Regions from separate parts of the Mus musculus genome. Here region 2 is linked to region 1. A link is a contact called in public HiChIP or PLAC-seq data. All regions are on one chromosome and are shown on one strand. Each heading gives the region's core, a stretch centred on a gene start, on an enhancer-like site or on the middle of the called end of the contact. The rest is flanking DNA. Distances are from core to core; before and after follow the strand shown.

The links. HiChIP or PLAC-seq counts read pairs in DNA pulled down with a chosen protein or histone mark.
Region 2: an H3K27ac HiChIP or PLAC-seq map of embryonic stem cells shows a contact between it and region 1, with 5 read pairs. The contact joins two enhancer-like sites. A contact is called at or near these places in 1 of 39 promoter capture datasets (macrophages), 4 of 484 Hi-C or Micro-C datasets (CD8 T cells, bone marrow-derived macrophages, double positive thymocytes and 1 more), 3 of 115 datasets of contacts at active chromatin or transcription factors (bone marrow-derived macrophages, embryonic stem cells and intestinal villus epithelium) and 2 of 9 other capture datasets (liver and pancreatic islet).

Annotation. Positions count from the first base shown.
Region 1 is chr11:77,736,723-77,742,972 of GRCm38.p6, forward strand. No RefSeq gene overlaps it. Among named protein-coding and RNA genes, the nearest start is that of Cryba1, 15 kb to the left of the region's middle. Within about 2 kb of position 2,094, at least 9 of the 459 cell types and tissues checked have an H3K27ac peak or open chromatin away from gene starts, as enhancers often do. A contact at or near this core is called in embryonic stem cells, where this site is marked.
Region 2 is chr11:77,903,912-77,909,684 of GRCm38.p6, forward strand. It overlaps Gm29979 (a long non-coding RNA gene), which reads left to right. Exons shown (of 4, transcript XR_388869.4): 4 at 2,978-3,327. Among named protein-coding and RNA genes, the nearest start is that of Gm29979, 9.8 kb to the left of the region's middle. RefSeq lists an enhancer at 2,099-3,817. Within about 2 kb of position 2,985, at least 24 of the 459 cell types and tissues checked have an H3K27ac peak or open chromatin away from gene starts, as enhancers often do. A contact at or near this core is called in embryonic stem cells, where this site is marked.

The DNA of each region.
Region 1 (6,250 bases), core at 844-3,343:
CTTTCTTCCTTCCTTTCTTTCTTTCCTTCTTTCTTTCTTTCTCTTTCTTTCTTTCTTGAGACAGGGTTTTTTGTGTAGCCTTGGCTACCCTAGAACTCACTCTGCAGACCAGGCTGATCTGGAACTCATTCCGTAGACCAGGAACTCACAGAGATCTGCTTACCTCTGCCTCTGGAGTGCTGAGATTACAGGCATGCACCACCACTGCTTGGCACTTTTTCTTTTTAAGGTAAATGATTTAAGACTGATGTGAGGCCAGGCAAAATGGCACACATCTGTAATCCCGAGGCAGGAGGATCTTAAGCTCCATGTTAGCCTGAGGTATATATGAGAATCTTTCTCTTGTGGGGAGAGGTGTTACATGCTTGTAATCCCAGCCTGGAGGTGGAGATCAACCTAGGCTACTTGAGAACTTGTCTCATCTTTGCATTTCTGTAAAGTCCTAGAATCTAGAGCCCCATGTTGTAAGATACAGATAACTGGACCAGAGAACAGTTTGCCCACATGCAGCTTGGAATGAATCTATCTATAGATTAAAAAAAAACAAAAACAAAAACAAAACAGGTGGACAGCCACCCTGGAGGATCTGTCGTATGAAGCCTTGTTTCTGTAAGGTATATTGTGTGTGACATTGGCTTACTGCTGGCAGGGGATCACTGGCTGAATGTAATTCTAGAATATTGGTAATTTGTCCTGTTGACCAGGGATCCTACTGGCTATCCTCCTGATCTTTCGTCTCTGACCACCAGGGGGCGTACGTCAGGCTTCAGAGCATCAGCATTCCCAGCCAGAGTGGAAAGCAAGCTCCTTGGGGAAGAGGGATCAGAGGCATAGGAAAGACTTTTGCTAGAAGAAAAGATGAGAGTTTTCAAAGCGTGGTCCATGGAAAGTGCAGTTAAAAATCGACCCTGCTTGTTCTCTCAGGCTTAGTTAGACTCTGTGGGGATGGAACTTGGGAATTTTGTGTTAAACAATGCCAACAGCCCTGCAGCTAGGACTGTCTGTATTCACACTACTTGGGCTCAACAGTGTTTTTGACCATGTTAACTATCAATCTCTATCAATTTAGTTAATTTACAATCCATTATTATCTTCTAGGCTGATACAAACACACATCTAGCTCTTAGAATTGCTGTGAGCAGTGAAGCAATCAATTTGCATAAAGAGTCCCTGGAAGCATCTCTCTCTCTCTCTCTCTCTCTCTCTCTCTCTCTCTCTCCCTCTCTCTCTCTCTCTCTCTCTCTCTCTCTCTCTCTCTCTCTCTCTCTCTCTCTCTCTCTTCCACACTTTAAAAGTGCAGGGTGAGGTAGGGGTAAACTGGGTGGGGTGGAAAATGTCTTTAATCCCAGCACTTGAGAGGCAAAGACAAGAGGATCTCTATGAGTTCAAGACCAACCTAATCTGTTGTGTTTCAGGACAGCCAGGTTACATAGAGACAAACTGTTTCAACAAACAAACAAATGAACAAACAAAACAAAACTCCAAATAAATAATGTTTCTTCTAGTAGGGGAAGTAGAAAAATAAAGAATGTAAAAAAAGGGCTGGAGAGATGGCTCAGCGGTTAAGAGCACTGGCTGTTCTTCCAGGGGTCCTGAGTTCAATTCCCAGCAACCACATGGTGGCTCACAACCATCTGTAATGGGGGTCCGATGCCCTTTTCTGGTGTGTCTGAAGATAGAGACTGTGTACTCACATGCATAAAGTAAACAAATAAATCTTTTAAAAAAGGAATGGAAAAAAAAAGAAAGAATGAAAGTATAATGCTAATTTTCATTCCTTTTCTTTGTATTTCTCTGAGGGAGGAAATAGGGTCTCATTATGTAGCCCAGGATGGTATTGAACACGTAGCAGTTTCCCTACCTCTGCCTCCCAAGTGCCTGACCCTAACCGGTTTTTAAGAAGATAGCAGGAAGGGCTGGCAATCTGTCTTAGCAGTTAAGAGCAGAGAACGGAGGTTTGGTTCCCAGCAACCACCTGCAACTCCAGCTCCAGAGGGACCCAGCGCTTCTGATTTCCATAGGCATCTGCACTGTGCTCATACCTGCCCAAAGAAATGTAGATAACTTAAAACAAAATACCTTTTCAACAGAGATGACTGGAATGGCAGGAGGTGACCTTGAGGCCTGAATAGGGCCTTTGGAGCAGTGGGTAACCGAGGAACCTGGTCCGGGAATGGAGAAAAGAGAAACGGAGTGATTTAGGAGCTTAGAAGGGGCCCAGTAGTCCCTGCTCACACTGTTAATCATAGCACTCCGGAGGCAGAGGCAGGTATATCTCTGTAAGTTCAAGGCCAGCCTAGTCTACAGAGCAAGCTTCAAAAAACAAAACAAAACAAACAAATAAGCAACACCCCTCCCCAAAAAAGCCCAAACCAATCAAACAAACAAACAAACAAACAAAACATTTAGCATGTGGCTCACCTGTCAGGGTCCTCCAGCAATTAGCTTGCTTCTGCTGATAGACTTTTTCTTCTCTTTTCTTTTTTGAGGTGGGGAGAAGGTAGGGGAATGGGATTAGTGTCTTGTACCCTGCATTTAATTTAAAATAATTTAACCTTAGCCAAAATCATAATTATAGGGCTAGAGAGACAGCTCAGAGATGAGCACACTGGCTGCTCTTCCAGACAACTCGGACTGGGTTCTCAGCACCACATTCTGGCTCACACCGTCTATAACTCCAATCCAGGAAAACTGATGGCTTTCTGGCTACTCAGGCATGGAAGTGGTATGCAAACATGCATGCTCAAAAAACAGGCAGTGGCGATGCACTTTAACCCCAGGACTTGAGGTCGGGGGGGGGGGGGGGGGGGGGGGGGGGGGAGGCAGAGGCAGGTAGATCTCTGAGTTTGAGACCTGCCTGATCTCCAGTGTTGAGGTTTGGTATGTTGCCATGTATCATAATGCTAAATACTGGTCCCCAAGACCTGGTTGCCTCAGGGACAAGGAAATCCTCATGTACCAAGTGATGCTATGTAACCCTGCTCCTTAATTTAAAACTATTAGTTGAATAAAGATGCCTATAGCTGGGCAGAAGAGAGGTAGTGGATCTCTGGTTTCTAGGGATTAGGGTCTGAGGCAGAGGCTGGAGGAAGAGGAGAGAGAGAAGAGAGGAAGACACCATGGAGTAAGGGATCAGAAGAACTGGCCGTGGGCCAGTCATTGTAAGAACAGCCCAGGCAGAACATGGCAAGTCACATCTGGGCTTTATTGACAGGGAAGTAGACAAAATAGCTTAGAGGGCTGGTATCTGCTCAGCTCTAGTGCTGTTAAGGCTTACTATAAATGTAAAGGTGTTGTGTCTTTCATCTGGAAACTGAATGATCAAAAGCAGAAAGGAGTAGAAATTCCCAATTAATATTTTCCACAACAGAGCAAGTTCCAGGACAGCCAGGGTTATACAGAGAAACCCTATCTTGAAAAAACAAATAATCAAAAAAAAAAAAAAAACAGAAACAGAAACAAAGAAAAAAAGAAAAACACCCATATATATACACACACACATACATATATATATATATATATATATATATATATACACATATACATGTATATACTTATATATATACATATACACACACATATATATATACATATACACATACATATATATAATCATAATCATAGTTTGAATAATAACAATGCAATACAAGGGTTGAAGAGAACCGGAAGGTCTGAGGTGCCCATCCTCTCATATTTACAACACAACAGAAGACTGGGAGGCAAGGGGAGCGCCTTCTTGTCAGCACACACTGAGGACACTGGGGAGATTCTCATCTGGCACCTTCCAGCCTGGTTCCTGTCCTGGAGGCTGATTCCTTCCAGACTTGGCAAAGGGAGAGAGACTTACAGGCTTTGAAGAAAAACCCAGAGCCTTCACTTCAGAGGAGCCATCAACTCTCAAGGTGGGGTGCATCTGAGCACCTACTGTCATTTCACTGTCTTTGTATCCCTTGACTTTGCACTGGCTATCTTCTGGCTTCCCCACCCACCCCCTTGCAGTTCAGCGGAGATCACACTGAGGTTTTTATTATCATCTGCCTGAGCCTCCTCCATCTCTTCTCTCAGCAAATGGTGACCCCACTTAAGTCCGCTCTCCAGATCAGAAACTCAGGTGCTATCTCTACCTCCTGCTTCTCTCCATCTTCCCACCTTTGTCAGCATCTGCCAATCTGGCTCCTGCTCTCATCCCATTTCAGTCAACCCATTAACTGAGGTCTGGCTGGAGCAGGCTTCTAACCAGACTCAGGACTCTACACTCATCTCCAATCTCCAGCAGCCCACAGCGTCAACTGAAGGCTATTTGTATAACACGAACCTGCTCAGATATTATCTGGAGCCCCGAGCTTGGTGCTAAGAGAACCATGATGGTATGGGTTGACCAAGACAAGGATGATATAGACAAAGATGTCTTTGATCACAGTAGGTGCGAGCAAGGATCCAGCAAGGAGTGCTGGGCTGGAGGAGCAGAGGGCAGGGTGGTGCGAGTGTTGGAGAGGCAGCTGCTGCCTGAGGTATGTTGGGTGAGTTGCTGTGAGCACACGGAAACCATCCTGTGGCATTGCAGTGTCTGCTGATTCCTCCAGTCATGTGGGCCAAATGCACTTCTCTTGGGAGAACATCTGTGTACACGGGTGTGTGAGGTAGGACAGGAGAGACAGGTAAGATAACCAGTGGTGTAAATCAGTTCAAGGTTCATTCTTTTCTCTTATTTAGTGTCCAATCTAAATGGTATGCTCTTGCTTAGCGTTTGGTTGTTGGATTGGATGGTTCAGTGGTTAAGCATACTTGTAGGTTTTGTCAAGGATCTGGGTGATGTGGCTCACAGCTTTCTGTAACTCCTTCCAGGAGATCTGATGCCCTCTCTGTCTGATCTTTGTGGGCACTGTATGCACATAGAGCCTTCATATGCATGCAGGCAAAACAGCCATACACATAATTTTCATCCTTTATTTTTATTTTATAGTGTTTTGCCTGTGTGTATATATGTACACGTATGTACACCATGTCATGAGCCTCCATGGTCGTGAGAGGACTTTGGATCCCTTGGAACTGGCGTTACATTGGTCGTGAGCCTCCATGTTGGCGCTGAGAAGCAAACCTGGGTTCTCTGGAAGCGCAGCAAGTGCTCTTAACCATCGAGCCATCTCTCCATCTCAAACCACCCATGTATATAAAATGAAAATACATAAACCATTTGTTTGTTTGTTTCTGTTTTTTGAGTCAGGGTTTCTCTGTGTACTCTTGGCTGTTCTGGAACTCATTCTGTATAACAGGCTGGCCTCAAACTCACAGAGATCTGCCTCCCAAGTGCTGGGATTAAAGGCATGTGCCATGTGCCCAGTGAAAATAAATAACTAAATATTAAAAACAAAAACAAATATGTGGACTAAAGAGGTGGCTCAGTGCGTAAAGCACTTGCTGCACAGTGTGAGGACCTGGGCTTGAACCCCTGGAACCTGCCTAGAAGCTGGGGTGGTGCGGCTGCGATGCTGCTTCTCCAGCAAGATCAGAGGCAGAGGCAGTCTATTCCCCTCAAGGGCCAGCTAGACTGGTGAATGTCTCAGACAACAAGGAGATGCTGTCTCCAACAACATGATGGTAAGGACTGATATCTCCACAGGTGGACGGTGCCCAGACTGTGGTACTCATACACCCGTTCTAACACAGGTGCATGCACATACATACAAATAACACACGAGGAAGGGCCTGGAGGGAGGAGAGAGAAGCACACGATTTAAAAAAGAAACAGATTGCAAATTATTTGACAGTCCCCTTTTGAGCTGATTGGGTACATAGAGTATGTCCAGGATGGTAGGCAGAAGTGGTACCAAGTGGCTTCTGAAACTCAGATGCAAAGGGGCAAAGGGACTACTCAGCTCTCTCTCTCTCTCTCTCTCTCTCTCTCTCCCTCTCTCTCTCTCTCTCTCTCTTAAATATTTATTTATTACATGTAAGTACACTGTAGCTGTCTTCAGACATCCCAGAAGAGGGCATCGGATCTCATTACAGATGGTTGTGAGCCATCATGTAGTTGCTGGGATTTGAACTCACGACCTTCGGAAAAGCAGTTGGCATTCTTAACTGCTGAGCCATCCATCTCTCCAGCACCCCCCCCCTTTCTCTTGCTGGAGCAGTTCCTTTTGGAGTCCTGAGCAGCTGGATAAGAAGGCGGTGTCTCCTGGGCTTTCATGTTGGAGAGGCCACAACTGACAGGTCCACTGGAGTCTGTTAGTGGTTCCTGCAGGGATGT
Region 2 (5,773 bases), core at 1,735-4,234, 170 kb after region 1:
ATCTCTCATCAGAGCAACCCTGTCTTTCAGAGTCTATCTCCCAGGCTAGGGGAAGGCGAAACCCTCAGTCAGGCTGTCTGCCTGACCTGCAGGCTCTTCCTGTCTGAGAAGCTCCTGACAGCCTCTAGCGTCTGGGACAGAGAAAGGGCTGGCAGAGATTTAGATCCAAAAAGGCCCCGGAGGAGAATGGAAAGAAGTGAAGGGTAAGAGGCTCTCACAGACTAAAGGTAGAATCCCCACTAGCTGAACTGGTAGCTGAGATTAGGGGTGACCCACTCTTGGCGAGACACATCTTCCTCATAGGTCCTCCTGGCAAACTGCTGGCTGTGACCGGCTCATGCAGTCCCAGCCAAGCACAGGGGAACACGCCAAACAATGAGGCCTGGCCCAAGTGATCCCTAAACAAGACATTAAAAGTCGCTTATATTTGGCATTTGTCAGCTTATTTGTTTTGACTTTCCAAGTCAGGGTTTTTCTGTGTAGCCCTGGCTGTCCCAGAACTCAATCTGTAGACCAGGCTGGCCTCAAACTCAGAGATCCACCTGCCTCTGCCTCCTGAGTGCTGGGATTAAAGGCATGCATCAATCACACCCTTTATTTTTAATAAAGGCTGTATGTACCCTTATTTTTAATCACACCCAGCCAAATGTTTCAAAATGATGGTCATTCTCTTCTAAGCCAACCTTTTCCGGCCCCAGAAGTTGTGTGTGTGGCTAAGCCCGGCAGCCCTCAGTGCAGGTGACATCACCTTGCAGGGTGACATGGGACAAAGTTTTAGAGCCAGTTTATAACCCAGGCAACAAAATGTCTATTATAGGCAGTTTGGTTTATTTTACTTTTTCTCCTTATTTTGCTTGCTTTGTCAGACCCAGTTTTCTATCATTTTTAGCCCTTCCCCCAAACCAAATATCTGAGCCAAGCAACAAACCCAGTCAGTCTTTAGTGAGCTCAGTCAGTCAAAGATGGGGCAGCGGTTTAGTCATTAGCATCACAGAGGCAGGGCAGCAGGAAGAGCAGGAAGAAGCCAACCTTAGTGAGAGGGTTTTGGGAGGATCCCCTCTTCAACTTCCTTTGATGGAAAAGATTTTTAAGTCTGGGTTTTTTTTTTTCTTGTCTTTTGGTTTTTGGTTTTTGAGAAAGGGCTTCTCTGTTTAGCCCTGGCTGTCCTTGAACTCACAGGCATCCTCCTGCCTCTGCTTTCCTGAGCGCTGGGATTAAAGGTGTGTGTCACCATTGCCTGCTTTCACTACCACCATCTGGCTAGGCTGGAATTTTTTTTTAAAAGGTAGCATAAACAAAAGTTGGCAATTCTTACAAAGGAATACCATTCAGCCTTCAAGGGGGTCACTTTCTGGGGCTGGAGATGGCTCAGTAGTGAAGAGCACGGGCTGCTCTTCCAAAGGACCTGCACCTATATCAGGCAGCTCACAGCTGTCTGTACCACAGCCCAGAGTATCTGAACCTCTGGCTCTGTGGGCTCATGCACACACTTGCAAACATGCAAACACACACATGCACACGGTTAGAATGAATAAAAATAAGTCTTTTTTAAAAGCAGAAGCAAAGCAAGTAGGGTGACTTTCTATCCTTTCTTACAACCCGGTGAGCACTGGGGACATTGTGCCGAGTGCTCAATGAGGACCCAGAATGAGGGACAGTCCATTTCCAAGGGCCATCTAGACTGCAGGCTCCATTGAGGTAAAAAGAAAAAATGAAGTTCGTGGGGCTGGGCAGGGAACGGGTGGTATGGCATTTCCCTTCGGGAAGACCAAAAAAAAAAAAAAAAAATCGTGGAGGTGGGCACGGGGCAAAGGTGACATAACAGTGTGACCTTTAAAATAAGTAAATGCGCCAGGCGGTGGTGGCGCACGCCTTTAATCCCAGCACTCAGGAGGCAGAGGCAGGCAGATTTCTGAGTTCAAGGCCAGCCTGGTCTACAGAGTGAGTTCCAGGACAGCCAGGGCTACACAGAGAAACCCTGTCTCAAAAAACAAAAATAAAAAACAAAAAAAATAAGTAAATGCTACATTTTCTCTTAAATGTTTATTGAGAATTTTAACAAAGTCCTGGACAAATAAATCCATTCTACCTTCTTCAAAAGCTGATAGTTGCCATCAACAGTGTAACTCAAAAGAATCCATGACAGCTTGGGCCAGAGTCCAAAGACAAAGCTCAAAGTCTTTTTATTTTGGGAGGAAGTGGATGGTCTTAGCTGGATTGACGAACTGGTGTCTAACATTCCTGCTTTTCCCCCTTCTCTAACATCGTGACTCGGCGGCCCGTTGTAGCTCCTCTCCCAGCCCTGGAATGTTCCGCAGTCTAACCCGGGTGTCTCTGATCCATCCCTCCGGGTCTGGCCTGTTTCCCCTGGCGACTTGACAAGGCTACAGTGAGCCCTGAGCCGAGCTGAGGCTCTGCTAGCCAGGAGGCTGCTGAGGTGGCTTTTTAATCCTCCAGCCGTGCCATCCTAGTGATTGCTTTTATTAGGAAATGTAATGAAAAAGACTATATGAAGCCCCTGCCAGAAAAAAAAAAAAAAAAAAAAAGAAAAGCTAATAAGATTTTGCACCAAAGTGTGGCGAGAAAAGAAAGGGGGAAGCGGCACATTAGGAGTCAGATAATGAGATAAATGAAAGACCGCAGGGAACTACATTTTTGCAGACTTGCCGGATGGTTGTAAAAATTTTAATTTGCTGAATTCTCTTTTTTTTCCGTCGCCCCTGATTCTCCCTACCTCAGTCTTCCGCATGGTCTCGCTGATGCTCTGAATTCTTTGTGTGTGTGTGTGTGTGTGTGTGTGTGTGTGTGTGTGAGAGAGAGAGAGAGAGAGAGAGAGAGAGAGAGAGAGAGAGAGAGACCCCACTCCCACCATAGCCAGAACCCTGCGCCTCATGACTTGAGTTGGAGGCTAGGACCCACCCAGTCACAGGACACAAGAGGACAAAGAACTGACACCCCTTTCCCCCTCCCCCAACAGAGCCTGCTGTGATTCAGCCACGGAAGAAGGAGAAAGCAGGGAAACAGAACTATGGAGGGAGGACAAGAGATCAAAGATCTGGGAAGTAAGGAGGAAGAGAAAGCCCCCGCTGGTCCCGCAAATCGATTCTCTGCAAGGCCCGCCTCCCCGTCTGTGCTCCGAACTCCTAAGCAGAATGTAGCCTCCATGGGATGCCAGGCCTGAACAGAAGGGCCCAGGAGCACGGGGCAGACACACATGCCAGGCTGCCAGAACCACTGGGCCTGATTTGTCCTACAGGGAGGTCCTGCATCCTCCAGACACCCCCTGACCTCTCTCCAAAATACACACGCTCTGTTTGCTTCAGGGGATTCCTGCCTCCTCCTCCGCACCAGAGGATTCTGGGATGCTTTTTCACTGCCATGCCTAAGTCTCTGTTCTCTCAGCTGCGACTGGACAGACTGAGGGAAGACTTGATAGGTAGCTTTCCTAGTAAGAGCCGGGATGGAGGGGTTAGAAGGGTTGGGAGTTGGGGTGGGAGGTTGGGGGGGTTAGGGGTTGGGGTGGGAGGTTGGGTGGGTTAGGGGTTGGGGTGGGAGGTTGGGGTGGAAAGGTAGGTATGGGAGCCTGTGAGACAGAGGAATTAATAGTTCAAGATGGAGACACATTACTTACTGTTAGGAAAATCACTTGTTCTTCTATTCAATGTACCTACCCCAGTGGGGACAACCTGCTCTGTGTCCCTCTGAGAAAAGCTGTCTCCACGACAATATACCACCAGTTCCCTAGAGGATACGCATGTCCTGTACAGGCCACTGTAGGAGACAGAAAAGCCATCAAAGTCAAGCCAGGCTCATGCAGATGAGAGGAACTGTTAGAAACCAGAAAAATGACCTGACTAGTCTGGTTTGTAATCCCAGCAATCTGAGGTGGGGGAAGATGGAGAATTCAAGGACATCCTCAGCTACTTACTGTGTTTGAAGACACTTTGGGCTACAAGAGACACTACCCCCAAAACCCAAAAGATCTGGCCAAATCTGATAACCTGTCAGCAGACTTCTGGGGCATCACCAGGCAGCCTCTAGGAATGGAGGTGCTTGGAGAAGTGTGACTATAGGTCCCAGCCAAGGTGGACAGGAGAATAAGAGGCTTGGGAAGGGCTCTTGGGAAGGGCTTGGGGTGGGGGGGGTTGAATGGAGATAGAGGGGAGCAAGCTTCCCAGAGAAGGAAATGGGATAGTTTTAAGGCCAGTTGTGAAGAGAAGGACTACATGATTGTGGAAAGGCTAACAATGACAACTAATTACAGCCAACAGGATGGCACATGCACACAGTCCCACCTTTTTAGGAAGCTGAGGCAGGAGGGTCAGTTGGGCCCAGGAGTTGTGGGGAATACCCTAGACAATATAACAAGGCCCCATCTCTTCCAAAAAGAAAAGTCAGCCAGGCATAATGGTGCATACCTTTAGTCCTAGTGATGATAGGCAGAGGCAGGTGGATCTCTGTGAGTTCAAGGTTAGACTGGTCTACAAAGCAGAGTCCAGAACAGCCAGGGCTGTTACACAGAGAAATCCTGTCTCAAAAATAAAAAGCAAAACCAAACCAACCAAACAAACAAAAATAATAAGAGGCAATACACATGGTTCAGCCTGTGTTCTGAGCACTGCCCTCGAGACCTAAGGACACATACTGAATTGCCAACAGATCTTAAAATGTCACTGTGAGCATCTCTATTTTATACACAGAAAACTGAGACATATGGGCAGTCAAAGAGAAGACCCAGCTGGCCCTCCGTTGTCTGAGCTTCTAACCTCCTCTGTCTTGTTCCCTGTCATACAGGACAGAGAAGGGGCAGGACACTGCAGACTTGGCAAAACAGCAGCAATGTAGATAAGAATGTGAACTCTCAGGGCTGGAAAGACAACGGCTCAGCTCAGCAGCTAAGAGCACTTGTTGCTCTTCCACAGGACTTGAGTTCAGTTCCTGGAACGTACATGGTAGCTCACAGCCCACTGTAACTCCAGTTCTGGGGGATCTGACACACTTGTTTAGCCTCCATGATACACATACATACATTCAGGCAAAACACTCATACATAAAGTAAAATCAATAAAGCAAAATACTTTAAAATTTTTTTAAATATTTATTTATTTATTATATGTAATTACACTGTAGCTGTCTTCAGACACTCCAGAAGAAAGCATCAGATTTTGTTATGGATGGTTGTGAGCCACCATGTGGTTGCTGGGATTTGAACTCAGGACCTTTAAAAGAGCAGTCGGTGCTCTTAACCGCTGAGCCATCTCACCAGCTCAACTTTTTGTTGTTTTGTTTTTTGAGACAGGGTTTCTCTGTATAGCCCTGGCTGTCCTGGAACTCACTTTGTAGACCAGGCTGGCCTCGAACTCAGAAATCTGCCTGCCTCTGCCTCCCAAGTGCTGGGACTAAAGGCGTGTGCCACCCTGCCCGGACAAAATAGACTTTTTAAAAATGTGAACTTTCCCTGGCCCCCTCTTACCACCAGTGTCCATGGAGAGCATCCTTACTGCTAAAGCCACCCCCTTGGAGAAACACGGAGAGTGGCTGAAGTGTGCAGCTTAAAACACAGACACAGCACTGGCCCCTGAGCCTGGATATGGCTTCTCTGCTTGCTATGAATCAAAAGAAGCATCGTGGGTGCTTAGCAACCAGCCAGCCTCAACCTCCCACCTCCCCTCCCCTTCCAGGAACACTTGGGCAGGGCCCTCAAAGGAACCAGCTTTGGAAGCTCATACCATTCTGCAAACTGGCACCCAAAGAGCCCCAGCACGCACAACAC